Linked DNA regions of Rattus norvegicus: all the other regions are linked to region 1. Evidence: chromatin contacts called from public Hi-C data. All regions are on one chromosome and are shown on one strand. The core of a region is the stretch at or near the end of the contact, and the rest is flanking DNA. Distances in the headings are between cores, read along the strand shown.

Evidence for each region. A called contact is a pair of places that touch in the nucleus more often than the background predicts.
Region 2: a Hi-C map of hepatocytes shows a contact between it and region 1, with 1.9 times the contacts expected there. The contact joins the promoter of Ppa2 here to the promoter of Tet2 in region 1. A contact is called at or near these places in 3 of 12 Hi-C or Micro-C datasets (frontal cortex, hepatocytes and liver) and 1 of 1 datasets of contacts at active chromatin or transcription factors (oligodendrocytes).
Region 3: a Hi-C map of liver shows a contact between it and region 1, with 3 times the contacts expected there. The contact joins the promoter of Gstcd here to the promoter of Tet2 in region 1. A contact is called at or near these places in 3 of 12 Hi-C or Micro-C datasets (Schwann cells, kidney and liver).

What each region holds. Positions count from the first base shown.
Region 1 is chr2:224,743,291-224,747,519 of GRCr8, reverse strand. Tet2 (tet methylcytosine dioxygenase 2) reads left to right here and starts at 1,334. Exons shown (of 11, transcript NM_001427557.1): 1 at 1,334-1,426.
Region 2 is chr2:224,473,438-224,477,134 of GRCr8, reverse strand. Ppa2 (inorganic pyrophosphatase 2) reads right to left here and starts at 2,262. Exons shown (of 12, transcript NM_001135871.1): 1 at 2,121-2,262. The coding sequence starts at 2,262.
Region 3 is chr2:224,264,210-224,268,153 of GRCr8, reverse strand. It overlaps Gstcd (glutathione S-transferase, C-terminal domain containing), which reads left to right and starts at 2,253. Exons shown (of 12, transcript NM_001395013.1): 1 at 2,253-2,424. Ints12 (integrator complex subunit 12) reads right to left here and starts at 2,367. Exons shown (of 7, transcript NM_001007640.2): 1 at 2,326-2,367.

The sequences.
Region 1 (4,229 bases), core at 85-2,584:
CTATTTAAAACCTAACATTCAGTAACTTGAAAACTTGAAGACTGAGGGTGGGTGGGTGTGTGCGCGCAAATTCCATAAATTACTGTCTCATGATTTCTATGAGTTTGTCTCGATCTCATCTTCAAAAGTTAATAATTACCAAAAGGAACATTTTAAATGTAAGTAAAAACGACTGAGCAAGAAAAGAGAAAACTGCCAACAGAAGTGCTGGTGCGCACAAGCCTTGAACTTTAGGGAAAACTGAGGGCTGCTTGTTCGGAATCCAGCTTCCCACAAGGCGGTTTCTTCATTTCTTTACCGTACAGAGTGGAAATTTGTGCAAAATAGAGGAACTTATGGGGGAGACTTGAGCATTAAAAACTGCTGGCTTATTTCTTTCCAGTGACAAGTAGGGGCTCAGGGACACCACTCCTCCCGGCTCTGCGAGACTGCCCCCCTGCGCGGCCCACGTGGCCAAAGTAAACAGAAGGTGGGCCTGGGCGGGGAGAGCCCCGGCGCCGCCGAATTGCTGCAGTGTGGAGTCTTTAACACCCGGGCCCCTCGAGCTCTCCAGGCTCGGCCTTGGAGAAATGGAGAGCGGCTTGGCTGGGCGACAGGAAAGGGGGTGGCAGGGTGTGGGGCGAGTTGGGGAGCTGACCGTTGCGGTCAAGGCAGTGGGAGCGCGGGGAACCAGGGGGCCCCGGAGCGCGCGGGAGGGCGCAGAGTTTCCAAGTGCGTACGCGGCCCCCTCGGGGACAGAGGCGCGGAGGCCCACGCGCGGGTGTGCGGCCAGCGGTCCGGGGGCTGCGGAAAGGCAGGGGCGGAGCCGAGCTAAGGAGGCCCCTAGCCCCTCGCCGAGGAGCGAGCGCGCAGCCCGGATCCGCCGCGCCCCCGCCAGGGAGCGAGCGCACAGGCCGGGCCTCGCCGCGTCCCCGAGAGGGAGCGAGCGCACAGCCGGGACCCTGCCGCGTCCCCGCGAGGGAGCGAGCGCACAACCCGGGCCCCGCCGCGCCCCCGCGAGAGAGCGAGCGCATAACCTGGGCCTCGCCGCGGCCCCGCGAGGGAGCGAGCGCACAGACTGAGCCCCGCCGCGCCTCCGCGAGGGAGCGAGCGCATAACCTGGGCCTCGCCGCGGCCCCGCGAGGGAGCGAGCGCACAGACTGAGCCCCGCCGCGCCTCCGCGAGGGAGCGAGCGCACAGCCCGCGCCCGCGCTCGTGCCCGCGCCGCTCGCATGCCAGTCACGTCCGCCCCCTCGGCGGCCGCCCGAGAGCCGGCCCCGCCGAGCCCAGAGAACAGACGTCAAACTGCCTTATGAATATTGATGCGGAGGCGAGGCTGCTTTCGTAGAGGAGCAGAAGGAAGCAAGATGGCTGCCCTGTAGGATTTGTTAGAAAGGAGACCCGGCTGCGACGGCGGCGGACTGCGAGGCTGAGGGACCAGAACCAGGTCAGAGCGCTGCTGTCCGCGCCTGTCTCTCTCTCTCTCTTTCTCTCCTCGCTCTTTTCGGCCGCGGAATGGTCCCTTTCCAGTCTCCCTCTCTTTCTCACGGCCTTGCGGGGACTGTCATGTCACCCACAAATACCAAGAGGGAAGAGGGAAGCCTCACAAATTACAGGAGCTTCTTCAACATGGCTGACAAATATAGTTTTAATTCAGCACCCCCTTCTCCTGCAACCTGCACTTCTGGATCCCTTCTTCCTGCTAATGCGTGTCCCCCCTACGTACCCAGAAAACTTACCTTTGTACCTCCCACCAGCCGCTCTTCTGGCCTTTTAGTCTCAGGAAAGTGAGTGTTTTCTTGGGGCTGCCTTCCTGAAAGAGTTCATCTTTGGGGACCACCACTTTCTCTTTTGATCCTCTTCTCCCCTGTCCTTAGTGTAAGTCAGAGGAGCCCCTAGTTCATCCTCAGACACCCCTGAAAGAACATTGACCCGGTGTGTTTGACTCTTTTATCCCCAGTAGTGTTTGTTTGGGTCCTGTTCTGGGTTTGTGTCTCCAGCTTCCAGCACGTTTGTCCCCCCGTGGACCACTACACTAGACAGATGTCACAGTGAGTGGATTAAGGATCCACTACGTGGAGTTTTTTTTTTTTCTTTCTTTTTATTTTTCTCTTGAGTCCGCGCGTTTTGTTAGTGCCGCTGAGTGAAAGAGGAAAGAATAGTTTCTCTGCTCCCCGAAACAAGACCAGAACCCACTTTTCTCAAGGTTCACAAGCTCTGCGTGGGCTATGCCTTCCAGTTTGGGAAATGTGTGTAAGAGAATCTGTGCAAATCTGTGTGTTGGCTTTGTGCTGCCCCCGAATCAGCTTCGTTCTGCTCCCCTTAAGTGACAGGCACACACAAAGGCAGGCGCAGGCCGGGGGAGGGGGCGGGCGAAGCGTTCCGAGTTAGAGAAGGCAAGGTCAGGGGCGCCCAAAGAAATGAAACCCAATCCCAGCGAAGGTCTCTAACAGTCCCATCCCAAATTTCCTTAACTCTGGCATTCACTCTTTTATTTGGTCGTTCACACACACACCCCTCCCCACTCTTCACTCAGATCTTGACTCTCTTCCCTAGACCTTCTTGCTTACTGTTAGAAAGCTAATAGGTTTTCCATGGAGAGTTTTCTACGTTTGGCTAAACCAAGCGAGGCCTGGACAGACTCTTGAGAAGGTCGAGTTAAAAGACATGTTACTTGCTTGTTAATGACTTCACGATAGATTTTGTTTGCTTTGGGCAATTTTTCTTTCTCCCGATTAATGATCTGAAATAGAATTAGGTTTGCTTGTTTTGTTTTTTCCAAGTTGTTTTCGTAAAATTTAGCAAAATATTGTGGTGCTTGTCTATCCGGGGAGCAGAATACATCCGTAGAAGATTTAAAAATCACAAGTCACATACGGTACTTTGCTCTAATTAGGATTATAATGGCAAAATCATGCTCAGAATTCATCAGCAAAGAGCCAGCATGAGGATAAGATTACATGTTAGGGGAAGTTGGGATTCACAGGGAAAATATATTGGTTTGGTTTAAGGCTGTGGGTATTGCACCCTAACTAATGAAATCATTACATTTGCATTTTAATGGAAAGTTGACATACTGAAGAGGAGTTACATTCTTCTCCGTGTTTACATGTGTGTTTTGTAATGTATTTTGAATACAGTATAAGTTACAACATAATAAATATTAATTTAAAGAACTGTCCTTAAGCAGAACAGTGTTTATGAAAGATTGGGGCTTAAACTTAGGATCAGTAGGAGTTGATTTGATTTCCAGGGTAGAGAGAAAGGCATGTCACTGCATAAATCAAATTTCCAAACCCTTACTAGTTCATTTTAAAAGTCTTTCTGTTTTTGGTTCTCAGAAATGAGAAATGTGGCTAAGTTTGTTTTAAGCTTAGTACTAGAGGCTCATCTACATGACCAGAGGGAAGAAACATTACTCATCCCTGAACAGAAGCAGTTCATTGGTTCTGACTTGCCCTAAAGTAGTAGAGGAAACACAGAGCTTCCCTTCCCCCTCCCCTTACGTAAATGTCTATTGTTGGTTGAGAAAACTATGGTCAATTATTCCAGCAATCCACAATTAAAAATAAGTAATTTGTTTCTCTAGCAGGCCAGTGTGTCATGACTTCTTTGGTTGTTAACTTTTCAGATTCATGATATTTTATTCCCTTAAACTACATGAAAGTGCTTTCCATCCTAGCCAATAAGAATGCTTAAGTTGGCTTTTTTTTAATATGTTATCATATGTTATATGTTATCAATATGTTATCATAGAGGCCTACTCTTTCCTGTTGTAAAATTTAGATCCTTGTTACTTGCTACATTTTAGTTTTATGCTGAAAACAGCTGCTAAGTAATATTATTTTAAGGGGTTTCAGGGAAAATTTGTATATTATTGAGCACTCTGAGTAAAAAGAAACACTTTCTCATTTCTTAGAGAAATTATTACAAGCATAGGATGGAGAGTCTACAGTAACCTTTCATTTACTGTGTGTGTTAAAGGCCCACCTAAGTGTTCCAAAAGTTCTTAAGAGCTATTTCAGTTGATTTTACTTTAGAAAAAAAAATGTTAAAACAATAACAACATGGGTACCTTTAAAAGATACATTGTTTTATTTATTCACATCTTGAACTAGTGAAAAATTAACTTGGAACAAGGCTTTGATTTATTTAAACTCACTATTTGTCAAGTATTCTTTAAGGCTTTCAGTAGATTTACTGTTTAAGTCTGTGCTGGGAACCAGGGGGATGGTGTAGTTTCCATGTGG
Region 2 (3,697 bases), core at 1,013-3,512, 270 kb after region 1:
AGGGACAGCCTCTTTAACTCTTCTGCAGCTATTCTGTAACCGACACAAATAACTGTATTTACCTCGGGGCGTGTGTGTGTGTGTGTGTGTGTGTGTGTGTGTGTGTGTGTGAGAGAGAGAGAGAGAGAGAGAGAGAGAGAGAGAGAGAGAGAGAGATATCTTGGCCTGGTTTGAGCTAGGGAGGATAACGATGTGGGCAAAGTGCTCGGCTGTCTATGTGAGCAAGCCTAAGGATCTGAGTTCACTTCCCAGAACCCAGGCAGCAAAGGCAAGCATGGTGGTGCCCACTTAGTATTCCAGTGTTGGGGACACAGACACCAAGAGATCTCTGTTGCTACTGACCATCTAGCCTCAGCTATCTCCAGATCAGTGAGACGCTGTCTCAAAAGATATAGTAGACAGCATCCAAAGACTCCACACATGTGCGCATGTACCCGTGCACAAAAAAAAACCTGCGTTTGCCGGGGCCAGTGGTCAGGGCAAAGTGGGGCTCCAGGAAACCCATGCAACTTCTCAATGTACTGTTATTCGATCAATTCTGACACTGAGGAAAGACTAATGTGTTTCTAGCAGAACACATTCATGGCAGATTACTGCACATTGAAAACCCAAGACACGACCACCATATTAGGCTTTTTGCCATTGTATAACAGGAACTCTTCCAAACACATTGCCAGTGCCTGTTACATTGTAGCCGTGGGAAACACAATCCATTCAGAAATCAGCACACTCATTAAAGGCTTCTCTTCCTTCGCTGTTTTATTTTTATGGCTGTTCTTGTTTTGAGACTGTTGCCTATCCAGGCTCCAGTTGTGTACACGCCCTCTTTTAAAAAGACCTAATCCATCTTGCCAAAAACGAGAAACAAGACAGGGTGGGCGTAGAGGAGAAAAGAGAAACTACTTGTGAAGAGACTGTTCAGTGTCAGATGCATTACAACAACAGAGACTGCCATTTGAGGTGCCCCGTGTGTTCAATCCTGGAGGCAGAGGCAAGTGCATATTCCACTCGGGTTCTGTGCTCAGGGTACACGGTTGAGACCCTGTCTCAAAACACAACAAAACAGAAAGACAAGAGTCTAAGCTAGGTTTGCTCCTTTATCGAAAAACACACCCTCAACCGCAAGCTCCAGAAAAGTAACTAGAATCATCAAAGAACAGTTATTAATGATTTCAAGTTACACTCTGAGCCCGGTGACTACTTTGAACACATAATAGCAATTTCTGCAGCCCTATTTTACAGAGAAAAAAAAAAATTCTAATGCTTAGCAAGTTAAAACATTCGCCCAGGATGGGGTCCTGGAGGAAAAGGTTTGTCTTTCCAAGATTCCAGCTTCACCCCTTCAGGGCGGAGCCTCCCTAACAGGTGTGCACAAGACTGGACATCGCTACAGCTCCCCTACCAGGAATTAAGCACCCACTTGGCTATTTTCACGCTATTGTTAACCAGACCTACAGAGAGAAAAGAAGAGTAGCCAGGAGCTTGTCTGTCTTTCGTGGCCAGCCCAGGGTAGCACCAGACACCTCCCTCTAGGTTTTGCTCAATGTACAGTGCAAAAGGTGGTCCCACGTTTTTACCAGAACGCTAGCCAGTCTCCTGCTTGTTGGGTAGCATTCATGTGCAAACTTTTAGGTAAAAAATCAGTTTACTATTTTTTTTGTTTTTGTTTTTGTTTTGTTTTGTTTTTAACTTACCGTACAAAACAAAAGGTTATGCGATGGCGTGTGCACACAAGCCTATCCCAGTGCCTGGCTCACAATTCCCTCCTACTTCCTCCCTCCCGTACGCCTGCGCTGACAGCAAGGTCGCAGGCAGACGAGGTTTCAGAGCGAAGACCCCGGTCCCTAAAGTTCTGCGTCCGTGCGGAGGCGGAAGGATTCAGCAGCACCCGGGAAGGCGGCGCGGGCGAGCGGCGAGCTACGGCGCAGAGGTCAGCGGGAGGAACGCGGCGCCGCGGGCCGGTTGCGGTCGCTGCAGAGAGCGGTTGGCCCCACGCCGCCCTGCGCGCCGAGACCGGTCCCCTCCGCCCCGGGCTTGAGCGCGGGCTGCCGACCCCGTCCGGCAGAGCACGGCGCCCGGGCTTCCCCGCGGGCCGGCGCGGAAGTAGTGGAACGACTTACTGAAGAACAGGCGGTAATCCTTCGAGCGGGGATGGCCCAGCTCCTCCGTGCGGTACAGGGACATTACGCGGCGCGGAGGGAGGGCGGCGGCCCCCACGCGCCACCCTCGGCCGACGCTCAGCAGTGGCAGCAGCGCGCGCATGGCGGACTGTATAGGGGAACCGGAGGGTCGTTGCTGGGCCCGGCGCGACTGCACGGCGGCGCCCCCTGCCGCCCGGAGCCCGCACTGCCTCCACGGTCGGCCTCAAGTGGCAGCACGTCCCACCCTCTTCTGGATTACTGGGGCCACCTACCTCCACTTTCCTCCACTTTCCTCCACTGCCCTCAGAGGCCTAAGACCATCAAGACAAGGAGATAAGGGCCTTGGTAGCCCCAGGAATTCACCATCACGCACCCACTCACACAGTATCTTCGAACCAAATTTCATACATTAATGAAATACACACACACACACACACACACACGACTCTAATGTATAACGATTGAGCCTCCTTGTGAAGACATTTGACACAGACTTATCCTAAATCTGTAATTCCCTCAAACGCCACTTCCTCCATAAGGCCCTTTAATATTTAACCCAAGTACAGGTAACTTCTAACTTCTCTGCAGTTGCAAACATCACAAGTGTTTCTGTCCGGTCCAGTGGCCACAACTAGTTACTAAAGCAGTCTTTGGTCCAGCTAGCAATGGGAGCTATGGTTCTGGGGAAGGAACCAGCCGTGGGGCTGCCATTTTCCTTTTCTGTAGACCAGCTGCTTCCGGAGACCTCTACCAGTTTCCCTTCCAACTCTGAGCAGGGCTTACATCCTGGGCACCTACTGGATTCTTTCTGCACCTAAACTGTGATAGTTAAAATCAAAACCGGTTTTACCTAGGTTCCAGAAAGGACCTCTTAGAAATGCCACTAGCCACTTAGACATTGCTCAGCCTAGTCCCTAAAAACATTTTGACAGTGTCTTTGTAACATGTCAACCTGATTAGACTGAACTGCAAGCTAAGTTGTCCTATTTTTAAAAAAGGGGGGGGGCATTTCCTTCCTGCCTTTATCTCATTGATTTATGTAATTTTGCTTATGTGTAAAAAAGAAAGCTTAAAATTTCACTTAAACTTCAAATCTTGGGAAAGAAATTCCTACTGAAACAAGGTTCTGGGCCGTCTACTAGTCAAGATTCTTAAACTCCAGATATGTGATTTAGGAGTATATAACTTTATGCCATTAAAAAATGGCTTGTTTTGGAACCGTGTAAATTCCCGTCTTTTGTTTTCTATAATTTGCTGCAATATTTGTGGATCAAAACCGAATATACGATACATGTTATGAGAACAAGGTTGACTTTACTGGTTAACTTTAAAATACAAATTTCCAAAGGTGTTTATTCAACAATGCTTGCCCATCTCAAATGTAGATGTTTGGAGCCTAACTCACTGGCTTTCCTCGGTGAACATCTGTGACCATCATGTAGCAAGTGTGAAGGTTTGAATAGGAATGGCCCCCATAGACTCCTGTGTTTGAATCTTTGGCTAACCATAAGGAGTAGCACTGTTAGGAGGTGTGGCCTTGTCGGAGTAGGTGTGGC
Region 3 (3,944 bases), core at 1,004-3,503, 480 kb after region 1:
ACCCCGTGTTGCTCACCTCTGTTTACGGCAGCATGCTGTTCCCTTCCTGTTCAGCTTTCACTCTAGTCCACACCATTCAGCAACTCTCCTCCAGTTCTCCATCCCTACCCACTGCTCTCTGGCTTTGCCTACTTTGCAAACATGCTTCTGTTTGGCACCTTCTCCCGTCTGCACCCAAACAAGTGCCGCTGAGCGTGATGCCATATTCTCTTCCAAGTTATCAGTCCTATCTTGGCATGCCTCAGTTAGCCCTCTTATGGTGTTTGTATGGCCAATTCACTCCCCATCTTTCTGGACATAACAAGTACGTTTTTCTTTAAAACTGCCACGCACTTACCCTTTCCTCGTTTTCCACCCCTAATTAATGCTGCACTTCATACATTAAGGCCTTCTTCCCATAATCCTATGAAAACACTATACCATGGTAATTTAGTCAAACAGAAATCTAAAAGATACAGATTTCCCTTCTACTCAGTTCTCAGTTCTTTGTAGATTCCCCTGTATGGACTAAAAATGAGATATTCAGAGTCAGGTTCTGGGTGTGTTTTCATCCCACAAATCTCTTTTGGATCAACAGCACAAGCGCACAGGTACCTCTGCAAACATTATAGATGTGCAAACCCTTGGTTTCCACTTCCTATTTTACAGAAGAGAAACCCTGGGGGCCAGTCCACCATTCTATCAAACCACCTAGGAAATCCAGACTTAATTTGCAATTTGAGAGCTGCTGCTCTGAACAATTTTCGTTTTGCCAGCGGTCAGACACTTCTCTTTCAAGCCCAGACTTTTCTTTGGCCCACCCCTTTCCACAAGAGCAAAAGGCAGGTTTAACTTGGTACCATACTGAACATGACCTGGGGGGAGTCACTTGAACCTTTATTTTTCTAGTCCAGCTTCCCTTTTACAAGTCACCTTCTATCTCCAGCCACTCTCTCAGTAGGAGTCGCAGACCCTATTTTAAGACCAAGTAAATATATGAAAGATACTTTGTATTTTTACATTTAAGTTGTTTTCTGAGCCTTCTTTCCCTGGCTCATCTCATTCCTGTTGTTACTACTTTCCAATGATCTGTCCTGGGCTCCCTGCTTTAGTTTCACTGCCAATTTGTTCTTCGGCCACCATGGTTTGTTGTCAACTAGCATCTCCAGGTTTTCTCTCACTTCCTCTTATTTCTCTGTTACTCTGAAAACAATGGCTAGACTGTTATTTGGTTAACTCACCAAAGTCCAATACTCTTGTCTTTCACTCTACACAGTTCTAATCACTTCACCAAAAGGCATGAATGGAATTCAACTGTCTTTTCGTCCCAACAAACCCCAAACTCAAAAAAGCAAGACAGTCATCTCTTTTATGGGTAGGAATCTGTACAGTGTTCTGACCTACAACATTCACTTTCTACTCTTTCGTCTGTCTTTAATTCATTAATCTCAGTAGAGGATAGCTATAGCTCTCATGAGAGCAGGAGTTTGTGTGGGGTGAGGGGGGGGATATTTCCCGGGCAAGTAGAATTTCACAGGCGTTTTTAAATATTTATTGAATTAACTGGGTTTTTTTTTTTGTTTGTTTGTTTGGTTTTTTTTGCCAAAATGGCCCTTTTCAAGGCTGCTGTGATGTCCCCAAACAAAATTGAGCACCCCTAGCTACATAGATGCTTTCTCTCAGATCTCTTTCACCCCGCCTGCTAGTTTCAAACAAACTTCCAAGTTGATCACTTGCTAGTGCGTGAGGTAACTATTCACGAGGATGCAATACAAGAATTATTATCTCATTCTCATTACAACACTGAGACGCCATCCCATTCCTGTCTCTGCAAGATTTGTAATCCTTTCCAATTAACTTTTCCTCCCCCTTTCCACTGAATGCTTGGCCTTCGGGGAAGTCTGGGAACTCAAGAAGATCCCGAATTTCAAAACAAACCCAAGCGCTGGAGAAGCTAAAAAGAGTCAGGAGATACTTAGAAATGGGAGTCCTTTGACAGAATCAAAACACAAGGACGGCCTCGAATAGTTAAAAGTCCTTTCCAAGGAGGCCAGAAAAGAGATGTAAAACAGGAGCTGCAGGGAGATCTCCGGAACCCTTTGTCAAAGGTCTGAGGCAATTCCACGGTCCCAGTCCCCGGGACCACAGTCCTCAGTACCCTTCTCTCACAGTCCTTACAAAACAGGAGGAGCGGTAGGCGGAGTCACGCAACCACCCGCAAATTATGAGGTCTACTCTCCAGTACGGAGGAGACCAACACCCCACGGAGCTCCACTCCGGGTGCCCCTCGCGGGGTCTCGAGCCTCCCGGAGGCTCCAGGAAGCGGGGACCCTCGTCACAACTCACCGCTCCGCCCCGGCACTCGGTCGGTTCCCAGTAGCTCTCTTCGAATCCGTCCCCGCCCTAACCAGCCTAAGAAGAGAGAAACAAAGGTTCCAGCAACAGGTCGGAAGGGGAACGTTTCCCAGTGAGACAGCAGGAAGTGACGTAGACAACTCCTTCCGGTCCGCCGCATTATGAATGACACTGGGAGGGGGACTTGCAGACACACTGCCTCTTCTTTATTTTCGCCCTTTCCCCAGCTCAGGTCCTCGCTGGAAGCGAGTGCTCCTCCTCAGGCCGCGGCTTCCAGAAGTAGCTTCGGAATCCCGGCTCGAGCTGGGCGGGAAGGCGCGGTGGCCCGCGTCGCCCGCATGCTCCCGCGCCCTCCCTGCCTGGCCGCGCCCCTGCGACCAGGTAAAGAGGGCGCTCGGGCTGCTCGGCCCCGCCACCTCCTGAGAACCGCATTCGCCCTCAGAGGTCGGCAGGGCTGGGCGTGGGGGCCAAGGTGGGACCGGTGAGGGCTCCCAGCCCTTGAAAGTCTTTCCAGCCCCACATTCACCGCAGACTTTTCGCGTTGGTGCAGATGGAAGGCTTCGCGCCGTTCCGCTGAGGGACACGTGGGCCACTCGTCTGCGAGCCATTCCTTTAGTCTTCTTCCTACGTGGGTAGAGCAACAGGGCAGCTTTGCCTGGTAGCGGGGGTTTGTGTGATCGTTTGGAGTTAAGAGCAAGGAAGAGACCACTTGGAGCACGGTTTAACTTTCCCCAAAGACACGCTTTCCGTTGCAGCCCTTCCTGATTGGACGCTGTACATAAATACTGTTTTACAGTTTACGATTTGCCACATTTGGGGACATTTGCTTATCCCCATCAAAGCAGCGTTTCAAATCTTCCATTATTAACTCGAACAGAAAACTTAAGCTTGCGTGAGAATTGCTTTGGCTTCAAAAAATGGAACACAAACCTCTCCAACTTTGATTTGGGATTTACACGACCCCATCCCCCGCCATATCCACCCCCAAATTCTTTGTGACATTAAATTCCTTAATGTAAGAGAAAAATAGACGAATGTATCTCGTGCCACGTTACTGCTTAAGGTTTTGTCACGTTTCGCTCGTGCTTTCTAGAGGAAAGAATTAAAAAAGCAAGAACTAGAAGTGATTTTAAACATGAAAATATGGTCTTGAAATGCCATGAGAATAAACTGTTACAATACAACTGATTTGCTGTCATATTTAATAGATCAAACTTTAAGCTATATGAGTGTTAACTGCACTGTGAGGAGCGTACACTGCGATTGAAATTGTTTTAGTTGCATCATTTTAAGGGACCTAACTTCAAAAATAAGTTGATGTTTGAACGTTTTATGTTATTAATAAAAAACACCATTAAACTAGGAAGGGTCCATGGAGGGGTGGGCTGTCAAGGAAGAGGAGATAGGATGTGGCAGAGGGTTGCAGGGGGTGTGGGAAGAATACTATGTATTTCCCCGCTTTAAACAAAACTAAAGCTTTGTGGTCTTGGACCTACAAAGTTTTGTTTTAAGCCTATTACACTTTCTAGCTTTTGTTTCAACAGCACATGGTTTGAAATAAGCACACATAATCTATTTGGCCTTATTAATAATAATTTAGCAGAATTAAA